Linked DNA regions of Rattus norvegicus: region 2 is linked to region 1. Evidence: chromatin contacts called from public Hi-C data. All regions are on one chromosome and are shown on one strand. The core of a region is the stretch at or near the end of the contact, and the rest is flanking DNA. Distances in the headings are between cores, read along the strand shown.

Region 1 (4,284 bases), core at 959-3,458:
TATTAACATACACAGGCCCTGGGATTGATTCCCATTATCATAAAAGAAGCCACAGCTCTTCAAACCCTTTTTGAAAACTTGGTAATTATCACAGGAGACCTCACAATCCTCAAGTTTCTGTGACATGAGGTGATAAAAGAAAAATGATGTGTGTGGTGTGGGTGGGGTGGGGATGGGGGTGGGGGTGGGGGTGGGGTGGCAGCCTCAGAATTCTCGGTGGACTTATGCCGATGGTTTGCACACTCACTGAAACACACACAGTCTCCCATGCAATGATTTTGTGTTTCCATTTCCTCTCTAAAATGAAAAATTAACCAAGTCAGTCTTTATTGAATCAACAACTCATTCGAATATAAAACTCTCCCCAAAGATCCTGATAGTGAAAAAGAGCCCTAGGCAGTGCAGGCTGGATGAGAGGCTGTGCACAGCGGGGTGCCACGCAGTGAATTGTCACTCTTCCAGAGTCTCGGGACACATTCATTTTCTCAAAATGGACTTGCCAAGCTAAATAGTAGATGCAGATAATTATGTCATATTTATTTTTCAAAAATAACTGTTTTCACGTATATAGTTTTTCAAGACAGGCTTTCTCTGTGTAGTCCTGGCTGTCCTGGAACTCACTCTGTAGATCAAGCTGGCCATGAACCCACAGGCCTAAACTCTGCCTGGAATTAAAGGTCATCACTGCCTGGCTAATATAAAAATATAAAATGCATTCTTGTTGCTTAAAGTTCAAAGATTACAGAAAGATATATTGTGAAAAATTTTGTCCTAAATCAAGTGACTCAATTCCCTCTTTTGGATCCCAAAATTTCTAGTTTCTAAAGAAATTTCTACAAGGTGAGGCCATCTAAACCAGTCCAGGGATGAGGAAATGAAAGAAGAAATAGTTGACCAAAGAAATGTCAGTCTGGAAGGGAGAAAAGGACTAAGAAAAGGAGTGTGTGTGGAGAGGGGAGCAAAATGGCTCAGCTGTGCTGGTAAAGATGCTCCCCGCTAAGCCCCGCAACTGAATTTAATCCTTGGAACACACATGGTAGAAGGAGAGAACTGACTCTCACAAACAAGATGTTCTCTGACCACGCGCACGCTTGCGTGCACGTGCAGGGACACACACACACACACACACACACACACACACACTAAATACACATACACACAAAGTGATATCAAAAAAATTGTCCAGGTTATTAGCCCCCCTTTTTTTAAAGATTTATTCATTTATTATATATAAGTACACTGTAGCTGTCCGCAGACACACCAGAAGAGGGCATCGGATCCCATTACAGATGGTTGTGAGCCACCATGTGGTTGCTGGGAATTGAGCTCAGGACCTCTAGGAAGAGCAGTCAGTGCTCTTAACGACTGAGCCATCTCTCCAGCCCCCAAAATTTTAAAAGTGAACTACAGTATTAAAGTGAATATTTAATTTAATAATACAAAGTGAGATTCGGGTCTACATGTCGACTGTAATTGAACTTCGTTCCTATCCAGCTGTGTATAGAATAATAGAGTAAAGAGCTTTGAGAAGATTTATGTTTTCTCAAAAAGGCTCAGTTTTATAAAAATACTTTCACTTATTTATTTTAGGTGTTTTGTTTTATTGTTTTTGAAACAGAGTCTCACTATATAGCCTGGGCTGTTAAGGAACTTAATATATAGACCAAGCAGGGCCTGAAATCATAGAGATCCAACTGCCTCTGCCTCCTGAGTGCTGGGATCAAAGGCTTGCCCCAAAACTCTTGGTTTTTCTCTGTCTCTGTCTCTCTCTGTCTCTGTCTCTCTCTGTCTCTCTGTCTGTCTGTCTGTCTGTCTGTCTGTCTCTCTGTGTGTGTGTGTGTGTGTGTGTGTGTGTGTGTGTGTGTGTACACATACATATGGTCCATTTCGATGATTCTGATGTGTTTTATAGAATCTTTCAAGACTGTCAAACAGGATAGGGCCAAGCATTCACTATAGAACACTTCTGTCCTTAGTTCCCAGCCGCTCTGAGAAGATCTCCCTAGGCAGCCAGCCCTGCCCAACAGAAGGGCCTCTGCACTTCTGGAACCCTAAACAAAGCTCTGAGGGACACCTCCCCCAGTAGGCTGAGCCACTAAAGCTCTGGGGATCAGGAGAAACAAAGAGAGAGGGGGAAAGAGAGTGCTGACAGAGCTGCTGGCCATACTCTGCAGGACTATAAAGAGGGGATCCGGAGAGGAAGCTGCACCAGATGGAGACCCAGACTGTGCAGCGGGAGCTGGGTGAGTAAGACCTTGACAGTGCCTTTATCTTTCCTTTCCTTGACAGACAGATGCAGAGGAAGAACCAGTTGTATCCTGCCTAGAGGTTAGAACCTGTGGGAGAAAGAGAAAGTGGGGGACAGCTTTAGTAGTTGCTTTTGCAATAACTACATTCTTAGAAATCAAGACTGGGCATCAGCAGGTTATTGGACACAGGATGGGTGTAGCAAGGAAGAGATGCTGCTTATTTGGAAGCTCCACATAGAAATACCAAAATTTTCATGCATTAGCTCCTGGGCTTGATGCCCGAGTAGAATCCTCCATGTTGATTCTGGGTCTACAAACCTGATATGCATCTGCCAGTCTTCTTTCTCCCTTTCCTTCCTTCACCCTTCTCCTCATTGGACCGCTAATGATAAGTGCTTAACTTCTTTTTTTTTTTCGGAGCTGGGGACCGAACCCAGGGCCTTGTGCTTGCTAGGCAAGGGCTCTACCGCTGAGCTAAATCCCCAACCCCAGTGCTTAACTTCTATCGCTGTTGATCCTCATACATAAAATGGGGTAGTGATGGTATTTGACTTGTGCTGACTTGATATTATTCAAGCAATGCAGGGTCTGACATCGAGTAAGCCATTGGCTTTTCAAGACAGGGTTTCCCTGTGTAGCCCTGGCAGCCTGAAAGTCATTCTGTATACCAGACTGGCCTTGAACTCACAGAGATCTACACAGTACTAGGAATTGAATCTGAGGGTTCACACCCATGTTGAGCAAGCACTCTAGTACTGAGCTATATTCCCAACCACACCTCCCCCTCCTTTTTTGAGTTTCACTCTGTAGCCCTAGTGAGCCTGGAACTCACAGCCCTTACTTATTAATTTGAGACAGAGTCTAAGTGATCCAACTAGGTCTTGAACTTGCAATCCTCCTACCTACTATTTCAAATAGCAGGCATTAACTTCAAATTACTCTCTGCCCCATCTCACCACAGCTTTAGCATGAGCCTGTATCAGTCACACAGGAATGTCCAGCCCTGCTATGGAGATGCTGACCCAGTGTATATTCAGTAGTGATATAGATGAGTACTATGATGAATGCTGAAAAGTGAGGGAGAAGTCAAACTCTGCAGGCTGGAAAAGGCAGAAGGGTCTTGAGGCAGCAAGGCCAAAAATCTAGGTCTATGAGAGAGGAGATGGCGGCATGGATATGCAGAATTGGTCAGTTTGGGTCCTGGGAAGACACAAAGGGTTGGAGTACAGGCTGCATTTTCATCAGTGACAGGTGAGGTGGAAAATTCTGACCCTGCTGACTGAATGACTAGAGACACGGAGTCTAGACAGTTGCCAGGGAGATGCAGGCAAGCAAGAGGACAGAAGGGATATTTATCAAGAGTACCATATGCTTTCACAGTTCTTTATCTGTATTACTTTTCTTTTCTTTTTTTTCTTTTTTTCGGAGCTGAGGACCGAACCCGGGGCTTTGTGCTTGGTAGGCAAGCGCTCTACCACTGAGTTAAATCCCCAACCCCTACTTTTCTAATCTTTATAGTGACTGTGTGTAAAAGGTTTGTTGATAGAAAACCTGAGGTTTTGATAGTAGCCCCAGAGGCAGGATCTCAACCAAAAATCTGGGACTGTAAGCCTCTTTTCCTCATTACTCCTGTGATATGGCTAAAGAGATCTATCTTAGTCACATCACTGGTATGTATCCTCTCTTCCAGAAACTCTTCCAACCACCAAGATGGCTCAGACCAACCCTATGCCAGGGTCCATGGGGCCATGGAAGGTAAGCTGAGCCAACCACATAGAAAATGAAAGGATCCAACAGGGCAGGGCTGAGGTACTGGCACACAGTAGCTTCCAGGCTGTACTTATTCTTGAGATAGTGCCCGTCCCAAAACCAAAAAAAAAAAAAAAAACCCAAACCAAAACAGTTCTGTAGGAGGGTCAATCTGACACCTAGACACTGTTGAAAGGCAGTTTTCCTGATGGGTGACTCTGGAGGTCCATGATGGATAGATGATGATGCTTGTTTCCTAGGCCAATTCTATCTTGCCATTAGGTCT
Region 2 (4,284 bases), core at 565-3,064, 240 kb before region 1:
TTTGCTTTTATTTTTTTATTTTTGAAACTATAATATAATGATATCGTTTTTCTCTTCCTTTTCCCCACACAAGCCCTCCTATGGCCTCCTTTTTTATTAGTGATTGCATGCATGACCTGCTCAGTCTGTATAATATTACCCATGTGAGTGTTTTCAGGGCTGACCACTAGATATTGGATAACTGACTGCTGGGCTCTTCCCGGAGGAAGACGACTTCTCTTGATCTCAGCATTCCTTAGCAGGTCTTTCTAAGGGGTCTTCGCCCTAGCTACTTTGGCATATCTATAGTTGTCCTTGTTCAGCTCGTGTTTAGGCGGTCATGTTGGTGAGACTTTATTAGGGTAGCTTCTGACATTACTGAGAAACACGGTCAGTAGGTCAGGTCAGCAAACGACTTTTAAAGACAGTGGGAGGGGTTGGAGAAAGTCACGCTCTCTTGGAAAACTGGACGTGGATTGGCCACTCTGCTTTCGGAGTTGTAATACCATCTATGACCACATAGCGGCAGCAAATCCCATAAAATTGCTGGGTAAACCCCAACCCTTAGGCTAAGCCCCAGAAATAGCTTATTAAGGGAGAGTCTGGCTTGGGTCTAAGAGGTGGGTAGAATATGCCCGGAGCTGACAAGGAGAAAAATAGAAAGAAGGTGTGGCTGTGCCTCTGTGTGCCTTTATGTGAACAGGGAAAGGGGCTGCCTTGGGGCAGATGAGCTACCAAAGCTTGACTTGCCTGTGACTCAGTTTTGAGGCCTTTCCCACCTGTCGTATTCTTAGTTGCTATGTGAAAAAAAGTAGAGAGTTTGAGGGTTTGACTAATAAGAGGCTAGTTGCGATTGGCCGGTGGAGAGGGCAGTGTTTAGAAGATGGGTTCTGAGGTCAGGGTTTAAATGCGGACTATGCTACTTGCTCTGACACTGTGGGCAAATTACTTCTTTGCTCCGTGCCTCAATGTCTTTGTTTAACCAGTGATTTAAGGTATATGCTCCAACACTGCGGAGGTTAAGTGAGAGGCCATATGTGCAGTGCCTGGCACAAAGCACACACCTACCTCTGCCCCCTCCTCCTGCCCCCTCCAAGCTGCCTTAATGTTTGCAGTCGTGAGTGCTAACATCTTACATTTGCTGCGTTTTCTAGTTCCTAAAGAGCTCCTTCTCACCTGGTACCCATAATACACTTGGAAGAAAGAAGGTAGGGTAGGGGCTACTAATCCATTAAAGATAAAGAAAGCAGAGGTTGGGAGAGCCTCGGTACCCTTGTCATACTGTAAAAGTATGGTAGGGTAAGGATTTGAGTTCCTAGCTCCCAAGGCCCTCTGCTTCCTACCTGGCCCCAGTTAATATGGAATCCTGGCCTGAGGAGTCAGAGAAACCCTCGAGTCATTCACCCTCCCTAGGCTAGGCTAGGGAGGACTATGCCAGCCGGGGTTTGGGATGAGGAGCTGTCTCCCTGGGAGCCATAGGCCAGGTGTCAGACTCAGCACCTGTCCTGACATCTTCACGGCAAGTCCCAGCACAACCTGGGAAGGGAGTGGGCTGGAATGATGTGAAAGCAGGGGGCTGGTGGTGGCATCGAGAGGCGCCCCCAGACTCCATCACGGGTAAGTGCCACTTCCCAAGATGAGCTTCCTCCAATTGCCATGACAACCAACCGTTCCCAGGGAGTCTGCACCACCACAATCTGTTGAGTTATTTTCTTGCTGGCGGCTGTTTCTGGAGCCAGCTCCAGTGCCAGAATGCTTGGATGAAGAAGGGAGGGGCGCGTCAGGCACTCTGACTCTCCACCCGGACTGGGACCAGGCCAGAGGAATCTATCCGGCCACCGGCCTGTGTGGAAGCTCACGACTGTGACTTGCTTCATCAGCTTGGACAGTGCCTGCACAGGCATGGGAACCCAGGCCCTCCCTCACTCTCCTGGCACCCTCTTCCTCCAGCCCACGAGAAATGCCCGTGAACACACGCTCCTCCTGTTCCCATCTCTGGGATCAGGGCTAATTACAGTCTATAATTAGGGGAATTACACTCATTAAGGAAAGAGCTGATCATTGACAAAAACTGGGCAGAGGAGGGAGGGCTGCTGGGACAAAGAGCAGGAGTGGGCCAGTTCTCCCAGTCTCTCCTCGGGATCTGCTCCCCCGTGCTAGGCCTCTGGCCCTGTTGCATTCTCCCACCTTTGTCTGGTAGCACAAAGAGGGAACTGGAGTTTTGTGCAAAGGAATTTGCAGCAAGAGAAAAGGTTACTGTGGCATGAAATTATGCCTGCTGCTCACAAGGATTGATGAGTCATTAGGGAGGATGGAGGGGCCGCCCAGATGGTCATCCCTGCCCGGGCGGGGACCTACCGCTGCCGAGGGCCTGGACAACCTCTGCCCACCGTTAAGATCCCTGCTGTCACACCAGGCTGCTCCCCCAGTTTGGGTGGCAAAGCCTTGACGAGTGAATAGACAGGGTCAGAGCATTCCTAGCCCCAGGGTGGTTGCCCACCCATCAGCTCCTCCCCCCCAATAGGGCGGCAGAAGTGGTCCAAGCCAACGTAAGACAATGTCTTGATTGTTCTTACCAATTATTTCCCTGTTAATGCTGGGGGTGTGTGCATGTGTCTGAATTAAAGTTAGCCTGTGCAAAGGATAGAACTGACTTCCAGCCAAGAGAAGGGGACGGGCAAGAAGGACCCCTATGGGGAAGCTGCAGCTTTGCCTCCCTCCCGCATCCCACATCCACATCCGCAGTTGTATAATATAATATATATAATATAATACCGTTTCCTTAACAGAAGGCATGCTAAGCACTTTTTGTTTTACTCAAACAGTAACTTCATAGTATAGATGGTTTAGCCGTAGAGAAGGGAGGGTCAGACAGTGATGGCCCATGAGGAACAGAGGAGGAAGAGTCAAGTGCAGACTGAGAAGAGGAGAGCAGCTGCGGCATTTCATAGGAACATTCATTTCCAGCCAGCATGGGAGCTCAGGCCTGTAACCCTTTCTTCCACTCAGGAGGCTGAGGCCAGAGGACTGGGGTGAATTTGAGGTTAGCCTGAGCTATGGTGTAAGACAAGGACTGTGAGATGGCTCATTGATGAAGGTGTCTACTGCCAAGCCTGACAACCCCAGTTCAACCCCTGAACCTACATGGTAAAAAAAGAAAATGCCTCCTGCCAAGTTGTCCTCGTGCCATTGTATGTGTGTGTGTGTGTGCGTGTGTGTGTATGTGTGTGTGTATGTGTGTATGTGTGTCTGTATGTGTATATGTGTGTCTGTGTGTATCTGTGTGTATGTGTGTGTGTCTGTGTGTGTGTCTGTGTGTGTCTGTGTGTGTCTGTGTGCATGTGTGTGTGTGTCTGTGTGTATATGTGTGTATGTGTGTGTGTATCTGTGTGTGTGTGTGTAGGGTGTGCTTTGAGGTATGTGTTAAAGACTACAAATAGTATGGGGAGATGCTGGATAATTCTGAATTGTGGCATGTAGACACAATCTTGTCTTATTTTTGTACTTTTCTACAGTTTTAAATGCTTGCAAAATGAATAAGAATTGTGGTATTGTGCTGAAGGTGGAGATGACTCTGTATTTATAGAAATATTACAGTAGATTAATTCCCAATCAAATACTTTTAAATGTTTGCTTTTTTTTTTTTTTTTCTGAGACAGAGTCTCACTGCATGGACCTAGCTGGCTTGGAACTCACTGGGTAGACCAGGTTGGCCTCAAAGATATGGAGATCTGCCTCCCTCAGCCTCTGTATGCCACCATGCCCAGTATAAATACTAAACATTCTATAGAAAATATTTTTAAAATTTCACCAGGAATGAATGGATTAGTCTTGATTTTCAATATAACATGAAATTATCTAATTTATTAAAATTAAAAACCAGGGCCAGAGAGATAGTCAGATATAAAGGCACCTGCTACCAAGCCTGACTGTGTGTGTGTGTGTGTGTGTGTGTGTGTGTCTGTGTGTGTATGTCTGTGTGTGTATGTCTGTGTGTGTGTATGTCTGTGTCTCTGTGTGTGTGTGTCTGTGTGTGTATGTCTGTGTCTCTGTCTGTGTGTGTGTCTGTGTCTCTGTGTGTGTGTGTGCCTGCCTGTGTGTGTGTCTGTGTGTGTGTGTGTGTCTGTGTGTGTATGTCTGTGTCTGTGTGTGTGTGTGTCTGTGTGTGTGTGTGTGTCTGTGTGTGTATGTCTGTGTCTCTGTGTGTGTGTGTCTGTGTGTGTATGTCTGTGTCTCTGTGTGTGTGTGTCTGTGTGTGTGTGTCTGTGTGTGTGTATGTCTGTGTCTGTGTGTGTGTCTGTGTCT

What was found. A called contact is a pair of places that touch in the nucleus more often than the background predicts.
Region 2: a contact with region 1 is called in a Hi-C map of the A7r5 cell line, with 6 times the contacts expected there. The contact joins the enhancer-like site here to the promoter of Cryba1 in region 1. A contact is called at or near these places in 3 of 12 Hi-C or Micro-C datasets (the A7r5 cell line, frontal cortex and mammary epithelial cells).

Annotation. Positions count from the first base shown.
Region 1 is chr10:63,110,741-63,115,024 of GRCr8, reverse strand. It overlaps Cryba1 (crystallin, beta A1), which reads left to right and starts at 2,208. Exons shown (of 6, transcript NM_013056.1): 1 at 2,208-2,243; 2 at 3,940-4,004. The coding sequence starts at 2,213.
Region 2 is chr10:63,350,496-63,354,779 of GRCr8, reverse strand. All of the region lies in intron 4 of Sez6 (seizure related 6 homolog), which reads right to left. Among named protein-coding and RNA genes, the nearest start is that of Phf12, 18 kb to the left of the region's middle. Within about 2 kb of position 1,814, at least 37 of the 93 cell types and tissues checked have an H3K27ac peak or open chromatin away from gene starts, as enhancers often do. A contact at or near this core is called in the A7r5 cell line, where this site is marked.